Linked DNA regions of Mus musculus: region 2 is linked to region 1. The links are chromatin contacts, called in public promoter capture Hi-C maps. All regions are on one chromosome and are shown on one strand. The core of a region is the stretch at or near the end of the contact, and the rest is flanking DNA. Distances in the headings are between cores, read along the strand shown. Region 1 overlaps Uhrf1bp1 (UHRF1 (ICBP90) binding protein 1). Region 2 overlaps Anks1 (ankyrin repeat and SAM domain containing 1).

Evidence for each region. Capture Hi-C pulls out chosen DNA fragments and counts their contacts.
Region 2: a promoter capture Hi-C map of adipose tissue shows a contact between it and region 1. The contact joins two enhancer-like sites. A contact is called at or near these places in 8 of 39 promoter capture datasets (the HPC-7 cell line, cranial neural crest, embryonic stem cells and 5 more), 1 of 15 datasets of contacts at CTCF or cohesin (the NIH/3T3 cell line), 3 of 484 Hi-C or Micro-C datasets (ECoMG myeloid progenitors, Th1 cells and embryonic stem cells) and 2 of 9 other capture datasets (adipose tissue and liver).

What each region holds. Positions count from the first base shown.
Region 1 is chr17:27,882,781-27,890,231 of GRCm38.p6, forward strand. It overlaps Uhrf1bp1 (UHRF1 (ICBP90) binding protein 1), which reads left to right. Exons shown (of 21, transcript NM_001080769.1): 9 at 1,241-1,327; 10 at 1,654-1,824; 11 at 2,133-2,272; 12 at 2,627-2,768; 13 at 3,121-3,314; 14 at 3,483-4,912; 15 at 7,220-7,416. Among named protein-coding and RNA genes, the nearest start is that of Taf11, 21 kb to the right of the region's middle. Within about 2 kb of position 1,406, at least 4 of the 459 cell types and tissues checked have an H3K27ac peak or open chromatin away from gene starts, as enhancers often do. A contact at or near this core is called in adipose tissue, where this site is marked.
Region 2 is chr17:27,952,702-27,959,278 of GRCm38.p6, forward strand. All of the region lies in intron 1 of Anks1 (ankyrin repeat and SAM domain containing 1), which reads left to right. Among named protein-coding and RNA genes, the nearest start is that of Anks1, 47 kb to the left of the region's middle. Within about 2 kb of position 2,085, at least 36 of the 459 cell types and tissues checked have an H3K27ac peak or open chromatin away from gene starts, as enhancers often do. A contact at or near this core is called in adipose tissue, where this site is marked.

The sequences.
Region 1 (7,451 bases), core at 156-2,655:
AGAGACCAGTAACCTTTCACTTACCTTCTTTGACTGTCCTTGGGTAGGAAATAAGTGAAGTCAGCCTGTCCCCATTTACTGCAGCCATTGTCAGGCTCCAGGGCGATGCTGCACTGGCTCAGGGGACCTGGAGTATGGTTTTGACTCCCTGCTTACCCAGTCAGCGCTGTCCCTTTCCCTTTCCCTTGCGGTTTTACGTGCTCACCTGTGTCAGCCCTTTCTCTTCTGTACGCCGCTAGCTGTGGGCTGGGCTGCATTTGCTATTCGCCTCTTACCTACTTGCGTTGGTGGTGCTGAGGGTTGAACCCCTCACTTCGTGAGCGCTGTGCGGTGCTGGACCGCCAAGCCCAGCCACAGCTGCTGTATATTTACCTCTTGTAATGAGACCAGGATTCGCTTTCGGGGACAGACAGTGCCTGCCCTTTGTCTTTTCCACCAAGCAGCATGCCTGGTAGTTGACTCCTCCTCGCTCTTGCAGAAACTCCACCTCCACTTGAGCAACGACAGTGTAAACCTGGCTTTTCCACTGGAGGAAGCGATTATTAGAACAGCTATTGTGTAGTAATTTCTTCCCAGTGTTGCCTAGGGCCTTGGAGTGGTGGTGAATGCCTTTAATCCTGGATGGGTCCCTTGAGTCTGAGGCCAGCCTGGGCCACACTGTGCGCTCGCTGGTGGTGTGATGCAACCGTGATCCTATTGCTCTGGATGGTGTGGCAGAAGTATTGCCATGAGTTTGAGGCCAGCTTGTGCCACATGACAAGACCCTGTCTCAAGAACACCCTTCCTCCAAATAAAAAGAGCACACTTTTGCTGTTGTATGGGTTATAAGTGTAGCTGTTGGGAGGTAGAGGCAGGAGGATCAGGAGTTCAAGGTCACTCCTGGCTGTATGAGTATGAGTAGTATGAGACTAACCTGAGATTAATGAGTCCTTCACTAAAAAGCAATGAAACTCCACAAAGCATTATCAGTGATGATAGGTTTAGATTTAACTTCAATACTAATAGCTTTAAAGCAGCTCATTTAACAGTTATTATTGTTTCTTATTCATGAGTTGAACAAAGGAATCTTTACGTATTCTTTTTAGTATATAAAGGACAGATACAGGCTCATCAGTTAAGGACACTGGTTACTCTTGCAGGAGGATCAGGGTTCAGCCCGCAGAGGGCTTCCTAGTGGTTTGGGCGATGCTCGGGTTTCTCTACTCCTCCAGCGCTGTTCACCTGTGTCTCTCTCTCATAGGTGTCTCTGCAAACAGACTCACGGGTGGTGCTATGCAGCTCACCTTCCGCAGGATGGCGTTTGACTACTACCCCTTCCATCGGGCAGGTTAGAGAAACTTCACGTGTTCTAGCATGGCCCTGGACATTTGAGGACAGAGTTCTGGCTTCAGACCAAGGACATTGCTGCATGTGCTTAGAGGGTGCTTGGAATTTTTCTGAGATGACATCTCTAACCCTGGGTGGTGTCTAAGCCCCTCAGGGTCAGTGGGTTTAAAAGCTCTAGTAGTCCAGAGCCAGAAGTGGCCCCTTCCTCGAGCCCCCTAGGGAGTGAGAGCTGCATGTGGAGCTTGGAAGGGCATGGTAATTCTGAATTTTGACTAGGGCACTGGACTGTGGTCCTGGGCTGAAATCATGTTCTTCTCCATCCCCTAGGTGACAGCTGTAAACACTGGGTGCGGCACTGTGAGGCCATGGAAACCCGAGGCCACTGGGCCCAGCAACTGGTGACAGAGTTTCAGAGTCGGGTGGAGAAGCAGTGTGAGGGGGGCAGTGTGAAGCCCCCGTGGCTGTTGGGGGTGGACCCTCCCTTCCGGAGGAAAGCAGGTAGGTTTTCGCACCCCCACCCCAGGAGTCTACTTGCTCAGCCTTTTGCTGACCAGCTTTAAGTAGCTGGTGGAGGTGAAGCACTGTCTCTTGGCCCCAGCTGCTCTAGTGTGATGCCTGTGACCCTGTCTTCTGGAGCCCCCTCTGTCAGTAGCCGTTGTCTCAAGCTTACCCAGCCGGTCACTGAGCTCCCACCCAGCGGTTTGGCTCCCTTTGCCTTTTCGTGCCATTACTGACCCTGGTTTACCTTCTCGATTTTATTAATAATGAGCAACGAATGTATCTACTTCCTTTTCCTTTTTATTTAGATTCTTTCTCTAGTCCTGGAAAGACCCCTCTGGACAAAAGCCCTACTCAGGGCCGGCAGGCTGCCTTTGGGGCTCCAGCATGGAATCGCTTACGCTCTAGCTGCCTGGTTGTACGAGTAGATGACTTGGACATCCACCAGGTGAGGACATGGGGACACTGGGGTGTAGGGTGTTGAGGAATAACATGAACCAAGATGTAGAACCCACGACTTGTTAGCCTCATTCCTAAAGAGGTGGCCAGTTGGCCAGTTGCTGTTGAGCATGGCCTCTGAGAGAGGCCTTGGCATGTTCTCGGAGTGTTGATTACAGCCTCCTGCTGAAATGAGCTTGGACTGGCTACATGGGACCCATCCCCAAACCAAACAGCAGAGCGGCTGGGGGACAGTGCAGAGCGCACGTGACAGTGCCTGGCATGTGCTTGGGAGCCTCCCCTCAGGGGAGGACGTTGTTGTGAGTGTGGTGACACAGGCTCACAGTGACTTGTGGTTACTCAGGTTTCCACAGCTGGACAGCCAAGTAAGAAGCCGTCCACTCTGCTCTCCTGCAGCCGCAAGCGCCACCACCTCCCGCCTCAGGTGGCTGCCATCCACGTACAGTTCACAGAGTATTACTTCCCGGATAATCAGGAGCTTCCGGGTAAGCTGGGCTGCCATTTCCTCTGGTGCTGCTCTTCACCTTTGTCCACATTGAGGCCACTGTATATGGTCTCACTTGTGGCGAGTCAGTTTTGTTGAAGTTAAAACTGCCCTGGGGTGAGGGAGGTGGAGGCAGGAGGATCAGAAGTTGATAGTCTCTCCAGGTTGTCCATGGCTACATGTGAGTGTGAGGGCAGCCTGGAGTCTGTGAGACCCCATCTCAAAAGCAGAACAAGGAAAGCCATGCCGTGTGCAGGGCTCCGGTGTTTTTACTTTTGGGCTAGTGCAGCTTGCTGGTCTGTGAGTGTCTAGCTGCCGCCTTGTACGTGACGTTCTGTTTTCTCTGCTTCCAGTTCCCTGTCCCAATCTCTACATCCAGTTAAACGGGCTGACGTTTACCGTGGATCCTGTCAGCTTGCTTTGGGGAAACCTCTTTTGTCTAGATTTATACCGAAGCTTGGAGCAGTTTAAAGCCATCTATAAGCTGGAAGCTTCGAGGGGAAGAGATGAGCACGTGGACGTCCGACTGGACGCATTCTGGTTGAAGGTAGGGCCAGAGCTGGGCTTTGTCACGTGTGGGGAGACACAGCTACATCCCCTCCAAGGTGGTGAGCTGTAGTTCTGCTGTGTCCACTTGGCAGAAGCAGGAAAATTGGCTTCAGATGCCCTGTGCTTGCTGGCATGGCCTTAACTGTGTCTCGCTCGCTCTCTGAAGGTGAGCTTCCCCCTGGAGACGAGAGAGCTGGCGAAGCTGCATCGCCCCCAGGCGCTGGTCCTCTCCACGTCCTCCATGATTGCCACCAATACCCGGCATGCCCCGAACTGCACTCGCCCAGACCTCCAAAGTCTCTTCCGGGGATTCGCTGCCACCGAGTTCTTTCGTTGTAGCTACGGTCACTTTCCCCAGGTGGCAGGGGGCTTCAGCCTTCTGCACATGCTCTTCCTGCACCATGCTTTCCAGATGGACTCCCTCCCTCCTCAGAGGCTGGCCGCATCCCAGGATCTTTGGTCCCTGCATTTCACCCAGATCTCCTTGGACTTTGAAGGCACAGAAAACTTCAGAGGCCATACCCTGAATTTTGTGGCTCCCTTCCCCTTGTCCATTTGGGCCTGCCTTCCTCTCCGCTGGCAGCAAGCCCAGGCACGACGGCTCCTTTTGGCTTCGGAAGGGAGGCTAAAACAGTCAGCCAGCTTTGGCAGTCCTGTGCACTCTGAAGCCCTTGCCCCTGAGTCTGTGTCCCATCAGAGGTCAAAGACAGAGCGAGATTTGAAGAGCCTCTCAGGCTCTACAGAAGGCCCGGCAGCGGCGGTGAGAGAAGGTGATGCTGGTGTGGACCACAAAGGCCGTGTGGCAGACCTGGAGGATGTGGCTGACATTCACATGCTTGTCCACTCCACCGCCCATGTCAGAGTGAGGCTCGACCACTACCAGTACTTGGCTCTGCTGCGCCTCAAGGAGGTGCTAGAGGGCCTTCAGGAGCAGCTGACAAAGGACACAGAGGCCATGACCGGGTCTCCCCTGCAGGACCAGACCGTGTGCATTGGCGTTCTCTTCCCTAGTGCCGAGGTGGCTCTCCTCATGCATCCTGCCCCTGGGACTGCTCACGCGGACTCTGCAGGCTCAGACACCACCAGCCTCATAGACTCTGAGCTGTCACCATCCGAGGACCGGGAGCCGAAGTCTGATGCCTCCTCAGACCAGGGCGCAGTAAGCCCCGAGAAGGTGCTGAGGGACGGCAGCGGTGAGAACCTGGCTGCGTCCCAGGAGAGGCTGCCCAGCGATGGAGAGCTACCAGACCCAGGCCCATGTGCACAGCAGCCAGTAGGGAAGAGCCACGAGGCGGTCGAGTCTCTCCAGGCCAAGAAGCTAAGCCGAGCTCAGAGTGCCAGGTCCCCGGCTACGCTGAAGTCCCCGGCGGACAGGGATGCTGCTCTGAACGGCCAAGGCGAGCCCGTGCCCTTGAGGAGCATTGAGGGGGACCTGTCCAGCGCTATTCACATGACCAAGGACGCCACCAAAGAGGCGCTTCACGCTACCGTGGACCTCACCAAGGAGGCTGTGTCCCTGACTAGGGATGCCTTCAGTTTGGGGAGAGATCGAATGACTTCTACCATGCACAAGATGTTGTCCTTGCCTCCTGCCAAGTGAGTGTTCCTTAGCCTCCTTCTGAGGAAAGGCCTCTGCTTTCTCTCCAGGTCTGATCACTGCGCTCCCTGCTCCCTGCGGTGTGCACTCTTAGAGAAAGAACAACGCCCGTAGCTCTTCAGGGTGTTGTAGCCTCGCAGCTCCCGACACTGCATTGGGCATCTGTATTTTGTCCTTGGTTTTGCTAAAGAAACCAAGACCTGACAAATGCTAGGTTGTGCCGTTAGCACCGAGCCATACTCTTAGCCCAAGTAATGGTGTGTTTGCTTGTGTTTTGAGACAAGACAATGTCTTACCATAGTCCTTCTGGTCTGGAATGAACTCCCTCCCTCCCTCCCTCCTTTATTTATTTATTTTTTTTTATACTGAAACGAAAGTTTTATTAGTGCCAAAACAGTGAGATATTTTACACAGAACTTTCCTCTGGCCTTGTCTTCTTGAGTCTTTGCATCACAGGTGTGTGCCACGGCACCTGATTTTGCTGTAATAATCATTGCAGTGGTTATCTTGTAGTCTATTTGTTAAATTTGATGCCCAGACAGACCCTTGTATCTCCAGTTTATGGCTAGGAATCTGCTGCTCGAGAGGGAGGCTGTGCTCGCAGACTCACCTGCTGAACTGAGGAGCCGGCCTTCGCTCTTGCTCCGTGAGGCAGCGCTGGGAGCCTCTGTCTGCCAGAGCGGTGGAGGAGGAAAGTCAGGCTGAGCTCTGACTGCGGGTGGGTCCTGTGCTAAGTGTGGTCAGAAGGGCGGGCAGAGCAGCTTTCCTGTGAGCTTCTGTGGTCTTAGGAAGGACAGTGCAGCGTGAGGAGCCTCTCCTGGGGTGTTGGGTGACTCACAGGCTGAGGAGTTAGAGCTTTGTATTTCTTCCTGAATTAAATACATTTATTTCTTTTTGTGTATGGGTGTTTTTACCCTGCAAGAAGGCCAGAACAGGGCATCAAATCCTCTGGGGTTGGGTTTACAGATGGTTGTGAGCCACTGTCTGGGTGCTGGGAATTGATCTCAGGTCTTTTGGAAGAGCAGCCAGGGCTCTTAACCAGAGCCAGCTCTCCAGTCCTCATTTCTCATGTTCTTGTGAGTGTACGTGTGTGTGTGTGTGTGTGTGTGTGTGTGTGGAGGGCTACGGTGGTGTTTGGAATCATTCCGGATCACTCTGTGTGTGTGTGTGTGTGTGTGTGTGTGTGTGGAGGGCTACGGTGGTGTTTGGAATCATTCCGGATCACTCTGTGTGTGTGTGTGTGTGTGTGTGTGTGTGTGTGTGTGGAGGGCTACGGTGGTGTTTGGAATCATTCCGGATCACTCTGCCTCCTGACCTGCTGAGGCAGAACCTCTTAAGGCAAACCCCGAGCTCACCTATCCATGAAGTCTAGCTAGGTAGCTTGCCTGTCTCTGCCTTCCAAGCCTGACTTAGCGGTGGGATGCCGTGTCCACTGGCGTTTGGTGGGCTCTTGGGATCTGAACTCTGGTCCTCATACTTGGGTGGCAGCTGCTTTAGCTGAGGCACCATCTCCCCCGCTCCTTGGAGCTTTCTTCTGTATGAATTGTCCTAAGTGTGCCTGCAAGGGCAGTCAGCCAAGGACGGAGGAGAGGAAACGGCAAAGGATCTGTGGGGCCTGGGGAGATGGCCTGGTTGGTTTCCCAGGGTGAACAGAAAAGAAAGCTGACCATATGCCTGTAACGTTAGCACTAGTGAAGAGGAGACCAGATCTGCAGTTGAGGGAGATGCCTGGTCTTCACGTGCATCTGTTGACAGGCACAGGCGCACACACATCAGCACACACACATACGAAGGGGTACCAGTGGTGCGATAACACCAGACTGAAGGGCCCTGTGTGCCAGGTCTTTACCCACTGAATTCCTGTAGTCTTGTGGGACACATGCGATACCACACCCCCGCTTCCTACTGAGGAAGTGGCTCGGTGCTGAGGCTCTCTCGGCTCCTCTGGAATGGGAGCTATCACTGTTTTACTAAATGCCAGAGTCAGTTTAGCTACCCTGCACTTGTCACCCAGAGCTGCAGAGTGGTGCTGCAGGAGTGGCTCAGCCTGAGAGCTGTTGCTGCCCTTGCCGGACTCAAACCACTTGCTCTCCCCAGGGTGGTAGTAGTTGACCTCTTCTGTGGGTGGCGTGACTCCGACTAACCTTGAGATTTAATGGTACTAGTTGGGATTCAGAAAGGCTCCTGGCAGAGGCAAGTGTGTGTTCACATTACCTGTCAGAACTGGGGAAGCGGATCAGCCTGAGGATGGGGGGCTGAGCCCGTCAGTGGGCGGTGGTGATTTTGTTTTTGTTTTTAAAACACAGGGAGGCCATGGCCAAGCCAGATGAGGGGGTGGTGGCCTCAGTGAGTGGGGGTGCTGCCCGGCTCCGGTTTTTCTCCATGAAGAGGACAGTCTCTCAGCAGTCATTTGACGGTGTCTCGTTGGACAGCGGTGGCCCCGACGACCGGATTTCGGTGGACAGCGATGGAAGTGACAGCTTTGTGATGCTCTTGGAGTCTGGTATGTGGGAGCCCGGCTGCATTATCCCTAGAGGG
Region 2 (6,577 bases), core at 835-3,334, 71 kb after region 1:
TCACAATAGCTTTTAAAACGAGGATTGTGCTGAACCAAGGAGGGTTCCATAGAGAAAGCTGGACACTCTCCTGTGCATGTGGGCCGGCAGACTTAGCATTGTGAGGATGGCTGTATTACCAAAAGTAGCTGCCCCCGTCGGAAAAGCAGTCCTACAATTGTACAAAAGCATAAAATAGGACAGTAGTCCTAAACAGAACAAGTAATGCTGGGGGCAGCACGCTAGCTAGTCTCAAATTGTGCTGTAGAGCCAAAGTCACTAAGACAGCGTAGCACAGGCATGCGGACCAATGGGTTCAAGTAATGGACACAGAAGTCCATGCAGCTATAGTTGTCTGCTATTCAATTACTCCTCCTGTAAGTAAGAACATGGAGGTCAGAGGGCAGCTCTGTGGAGTTGGACCTCTCATCCTCCTTCAGGTGGGTTCAAGGGATTGAACACAGGTCGTCAGGTTTACGTGGCAAGTACCTTCATCCACAGAGCCACCTTGCTGGCCAGAGCCACTTCGTTTTTTAGCAGAGTTATTACAAACATACACTAGATTGAAAAGAGCACCTCCTTAGCAACCAGTGCTGAGAAAACGGGCAACTGTTTGTAGATTGGTGAAACCTGACCCGCCTTTCCTTCTGCAGTCAGTGTGGATCAGGGCCCTGAGGATCCTACATAAAGCTTTGAAACCGCAGAGGGAACTCCCAAGACACAGGCAAGGGCAACTGAGAACTTTCTGAAAAGAACCAATTCCTAGCAACCCACATGTTGGCTCACAACCATCTGTACAGCTACAGTGTACTCATATATATAAAATAAATAAATCTTTCTTTAAAAAAGAAAAAAGAAAGAAAGAAAATACCATAAGGAAACCCATTACTGTGACTACTAACTCAGCCACTTCTTTTGTTGGTTGTTTTGATACAGGGTTTGTCTGTGTAGACCTAGTCATCCTGGAACTTGCTTTGTAGACCAGGCTGGCCTCAAACTAAGAGAGCTGCCTGCTTCTGACTCCTGAGTGCTGGGATTAAATGCATGCACCACCACCACCTGGCTGATAAGCCATTTTTTTAAAGTCCTTATTTTCTGTAATTAACCCATTAGATTTCTGTAGAAGCAGAAAGCTTGCTATGTGGAATCAATCCTACCATTCATAGCATAGAGTCTACTGGATCTCAGGCCAGGGGTTGTGGGCAGCATTGTTTGGTGGTGTGTAGTGCAACCAAAGACGCAAAGAAGTCATGTGATGTATATAACACAGCCCAGCGCTGCCAGGAGCGCCTCCGGTTCATCTCACACTGGAGTTTGAATTAATTTTTGGTCCATTGTAGGTCCAGAAATACCTTACCATTATTACTACTACTGTCGTCATCGTTGTTGTTGTTGTTGTTGTTATTCCCACACTCAGTTACAGGACCCCACGTGGTTTTAGCCCACAGTTTAATTGGTAAAAGACAAGAGTGAGGTGGTGCACATCCCCACCTTTGATCCCAGCAGGCAGTTCCAGGCCAGCCAGAGCTCCATAGTGTGACCCTGTCTTAAACAAACAAACCAACCGAATGAGTCTTAAAAACTCTGAAGTGTTACAGCATCAGAATATTTAGTGGTTGTCCTAACTCTCTCTCTGTTTCTGTGTGCGTGCGTGCGTGCGTGCATATGCATATGCATATGCATATTATTATTTTGTGAGCTGTGTCTCACTGTGTAGTCCAGGCCAGGCTGAACTTGCCATCTTCGGCTGAGCACCTCCACAGACAGTTTATGAATTTTTATCCTTAAAACTGGTTTTAGATAACACGAATACATTTGTTTCACAAGCAACTCAAAAGTAGTTAGAATAGTCCAGTAGAGGCAGAAGTACACTTTTGCCATCAATGGACAGGATGCAGAGCAGTCATTGATTGACCTAATGTCTCTGGAGCCCTTCCTCCCAAGTCAGGCACGCATGCAGGCTGCAGCAGCCGGGTCAGAATGCCTCCCTTAGCATTTTTATCGTGAGCTTGCCTGGTTGGTTTTCACAGTGCCTACCCTGTGCTGTGGTGGAGTCATTGCTTGCTGCCTTTTTACTTTCGTCCTGAGGAGTAAAAGCACTGGGCAGTCCCTAAGGACGGCTGCTGCTGGCTCATCATGTGTCACGGTGTTTGCTAATACTTCCCACATTCTGCTTAGAAGATGGGGCAGAAGTCAGCCCCAGCAAACTGGGAGAGCCAGGGCATGCATATTGTCTCCTGTGGCCTTTCCCCCTCGTGTTGCAGCCTGTAGGGAGTGGCTGCAGTCCCTTGACATCTGGAGGAAGCTCTGCATCTCAGGCTCTGCTCTCTTCTCTGGGACCTGAAGAGACGGCCACAGAGTCCATTCCCAGAGTTGGTGTCTCAGTTGGTGTTCATTTGCTTTTCACAGCAAGCATAGTTGCAGGATCAGCAGCCTGGGTCTAAGAAGGGAGTGTCTGTGCTGATGAGGACACTGTGTTTGTAGAGTGGGTTCCGCAGGGCAAGCTCTGGAAACCAACTGCCTGGAGAAGAGAAGGCAGGGCCACTGCGCACATTCCTTATCCGGCTGGGCAAGCGGTGCAGCCAGCTGACCTGGACATGAACGGGAGCGTCTACAGTGCACTGTTCCCATCTCTCCTGCTGGAAACATATTTAGTGAGTGTGTAGAATGTTCTAGACAGTGCACTCAAAGGTGCCTCTGTCCTTGAAGCATCAATGGGAATCTGCACATAATTTCAGAGGAGAAACAGAAATGTGACGTGCTTCAGTTTGCACCGGTCTGTGAGATGGAGAAATACTTTTCTTGATGATTTTTTTATACACTTTTATGCACATTGCATACAAATTCAAATTGAACCAAGGTAGACATGTTGATGACTCGAACTTTAACTAAAATATAAAAGCCCATTTACAATTATTTAAGTAATATGCCCTCTTGGTTAACAAAAGATAGTCAAAACTATAAAATTTACAAAATAGGGGACTGGAGAGATGGCTCGGTAAGAGCACTGGCTACTCTTTCAGAGGACCCGGGTTCAATTCCCAGCACCCACCTGGTTGCTCACAACTGTCTGCCACTCCAGCTCCAGAGGATCTGACACCTGAGTGTAGGCAAAATACCAGTGCACATGAATTAAAAATAAATTCACAGAATTTACAAAATGTCTTCATCCTTTGGATCCTCTAACCTATAAGAAATTAATTTTTTTCTCTGTACATATACAAATACAGTCTGTGTTTCTTTCAGCGGTGATACCTGATCTGCCTTTATGTTTTTTACATTTAATGCATTGTTGATGTTTTTATTACAGTTCTTTGTAACTGTGTGTTCCTGTTGACATATACTGAGACCAGGGGACAGTGGATTCCCTGGAACTGGAGTTATACACAGTTGTGAGCTGCCCAAACATGGGTGCCCAGAACATAGCCTGGGCCCTCTGCAAGGACGTTCTGTGTTCTCAACTGCTGAGCCACACTGCTCCAGCCCCTCAGGTTGGTTTTCTTTAAAAAGTCATGAGAAGCTGGACATGGTGGTGCATGTCTTTAATCCCAGCACTCAAGGGGCAGAAAGGTAGGTGGCACTCTGAGTTCCAAGATAGCCTGGCCCTATGTAGTGAGTTCTAGAACATCCAGGGGTATGTAGAGCAACCCTGCCTCAGAATACCTAAATAAACAAATAATTAAATAGCATATGCTATATATGTATAGCACATCATTTAATATGTAAATATGATTTAAAATATATAATATTACACATTAAAACCTATGTTATTGTTGCTATATGTAATGAAAGTGTACTGAGTTGTCAAGATTATTTTGTTTTGAAAGGATCTCACTGTATGGCCCAGGCTGGTTTTGAATTTGCGGCCACCGTCTTGTCTCAGGCCGCTCAGGTGACAGGATTACAGATGAAGTGCTCACCCTGCACAGCAGCTATTTTTAATTAAAGGGGTATATGGCTTTTCTTCTTTAGTAATGGATGGATCAGGTCCCCTGATGTTTGACATTCTTGACCATCCTGATGCATTTCTGAGATTTGACCCAAACTGATCCTTGAAAAAACCTGGGTTGGGACTGCAGAGATGGCTCAGTGGTTAAAAGCACTGGCTGCTCTTCCAGAGGTCCTGAGTTCAATTCCCAGCAACCACATGGTGGCTCACAGCCATCTGTAATGGCATTTGATGCCTGGTGTGTCTGAAGACAGTGACAGTGTACTCGCATACATAAAATAAACACATTTTTTTTTTTAAAGAAAAAGATAAAACCCAGGTTGTCATCAAGCAGCAGAGTGTGACAGGTTGGGAACCTCAAGGATGTCTGTGTTTCAGATCTCTCTGGGTAAGGGGTAGAACTCAACAGGATCAGCCACTCAGTGTTACCTTTTGAATCTGATTGCCCTGGCTGTAATCTCATGGGAGGTTCCGCTGTCCCTTGTGTGGCTTCCCAGTGCCAGGCCATATTCTGGAGGAAGTGAAATTTTTTTCTGTTCGTTCTCTCAAAGGCATGTCCAACCCTTTGACATTGTAACACCACAGAGTTATCTGTGAAGTTCATGTTCAGGAACTACACAATCCAGCTGCCATTTAATAATCTAAAAATAATAGTAAATCTCAAAACAAAAACGTCTAAGTAAGCTCAGAATTTACGTTGGGCTGGGTTCATAGCTATCCTGGGGAGGTAAAGACAGAAGCATCCTTAGAGCTTGGTGACCAGCCAGTGAGACCAGGTTGATGAGCTGTGGGTCCAGCAAGGGTCCCTGTCTAAATAAGGTAGAGAGAGAAATGAACCCAGTCGGAACCATTCTGTAGACAGTGCCTTACACTGTATTATCCCTGGAACACAGTGTGTACACCAGGGTATCTCAAACTCAGAGACTGTCCTCCCCTGCCTGCTGAGTACTAGCATTACAGGCCTGTGCCAGTGCACCCGGCTTACTTTGCTACTATTTGGAAAGCTTTTGTTTTACGTTTGTGTGCATGTGCATGCACGCACGTGTGCGCGCAAGCGAGGAGGACACAGTATCAAGAGGGACATCCACACCTTGGTTTTTTCCCAGGAGAACACTTAGCTTCTCACCATGCAGTGAGGTGGTAGTTTCTAGTCTTATTTATAGACTCATCCTAACATTTTATCTCATTCATTTTAATCACGTGTGTGTATGGGTCCGTGTGAGTGTACAAGCACATGCGCCAGTGTCTACAGAGGCCAGAGGCACCTGCTCTCCCTACTAGGGCTGGAGCCACTGGGTGCAGGTGCCAGGGACCCCATTCAGTGCTCTTTCCAAGTTAAGTTCTGTTCCTTATGCTCTGAGGATGTTTATGATGAATGAGTTTTTGGGTTTTGTAAAATGCTTTTCTTATTTATATCGATACAACCATATGATTTTTTTTCTTTAGCCCATTAACAGTAACTAATTAATGGGGGGGCTGCTGTGACATGTTTGAAGGTGGGAGGAAAACTTGCTAGAGTTCCTTCTGTCCTCCTGTGTGTGTTTCAGAGTAAACTCAGGTCATCACACTTGGCAGCAGGCATCTTTTCCCACTGACACATCCCAGCAGCCCAGTGATACGGATGTTACTATTGGGCTCACTGCTGCAATTAAATGCACTTGCCATGGTGTGTAATTCTGTGTTTGATTGGCTTAGCTTTTGTTGCTGGTTTTTATATTTGTGTCATTGGAGATCATGTCCTTTACTTTTCTTTCCTTCCCTTTCCTTTCCCATTCCCTTTCTTCTTGTGATGGCTATATCTGGTTGTCAACTTGACTATATCTGGAATGAACTACAATCCAGAATTGGAGGGCACACCTGTGATCTAGATCTTGAGGCTGGAAGACACAGGCTTCTGACCCGGATCTTGGCCTGGAGATCTTGAGGCATAGTCACCATGAAATGCTTAGGTCCAGGCAAGGTAATACGCTCCTTTAATCCCAGGAGATTAAGGCAAAGAGATCTCTGAGTTCAAGGTCAGCCTGGGACAAAGCTAGTCTCAGATCCAGGTGTGGTGGCACACACCTTCTGCTGGAGGCCTACATAAGGACATTGGAAGAGGGAAGATTCGCTCTTCACAGCTTGCACTTACTTGCCAGCACATCTGTTGGAATCTGCTTCTACAGAAGACCAGCGGAAACAACAGCCTCAAGAGACTGAGTAGCTACTAGATTCTTGGACTTCCCATCCATAGCTTCCCATTGTTGGGTGTGTCGGGCTACAGACTGTAGGTCACCACAATAAATTTCCTTAATATATACAAACATTCCTTAAGTCCTGCGACTCTAGAGAAACCCTGACTGACACACTTCTGTTCTTTTTTTTCTTGTCTTTGAGACAAGGTCTCATTTGTAGCCCAGGTTGGCCGCAGACACTTGCTCCCCTGCTTCAGTCTCCCAAGGGCTAGCCTTACAGGCAGGCACGTAAAGCCACTGTCCTGCTGTTTTTCTTTCTCCTAAGTTACTTTCTGGTTTGGATGTTAGAACTCTGCCAGTTCTACAGAATGAGTTAGCCGAGTTCTCTCTGCCTCCATTTTCTGGAAGGAAGCACAAGCGACTGATACTATTTCCTCTTTAAATGTTCAGTAGAATTTACCAGAATGTAAAATTT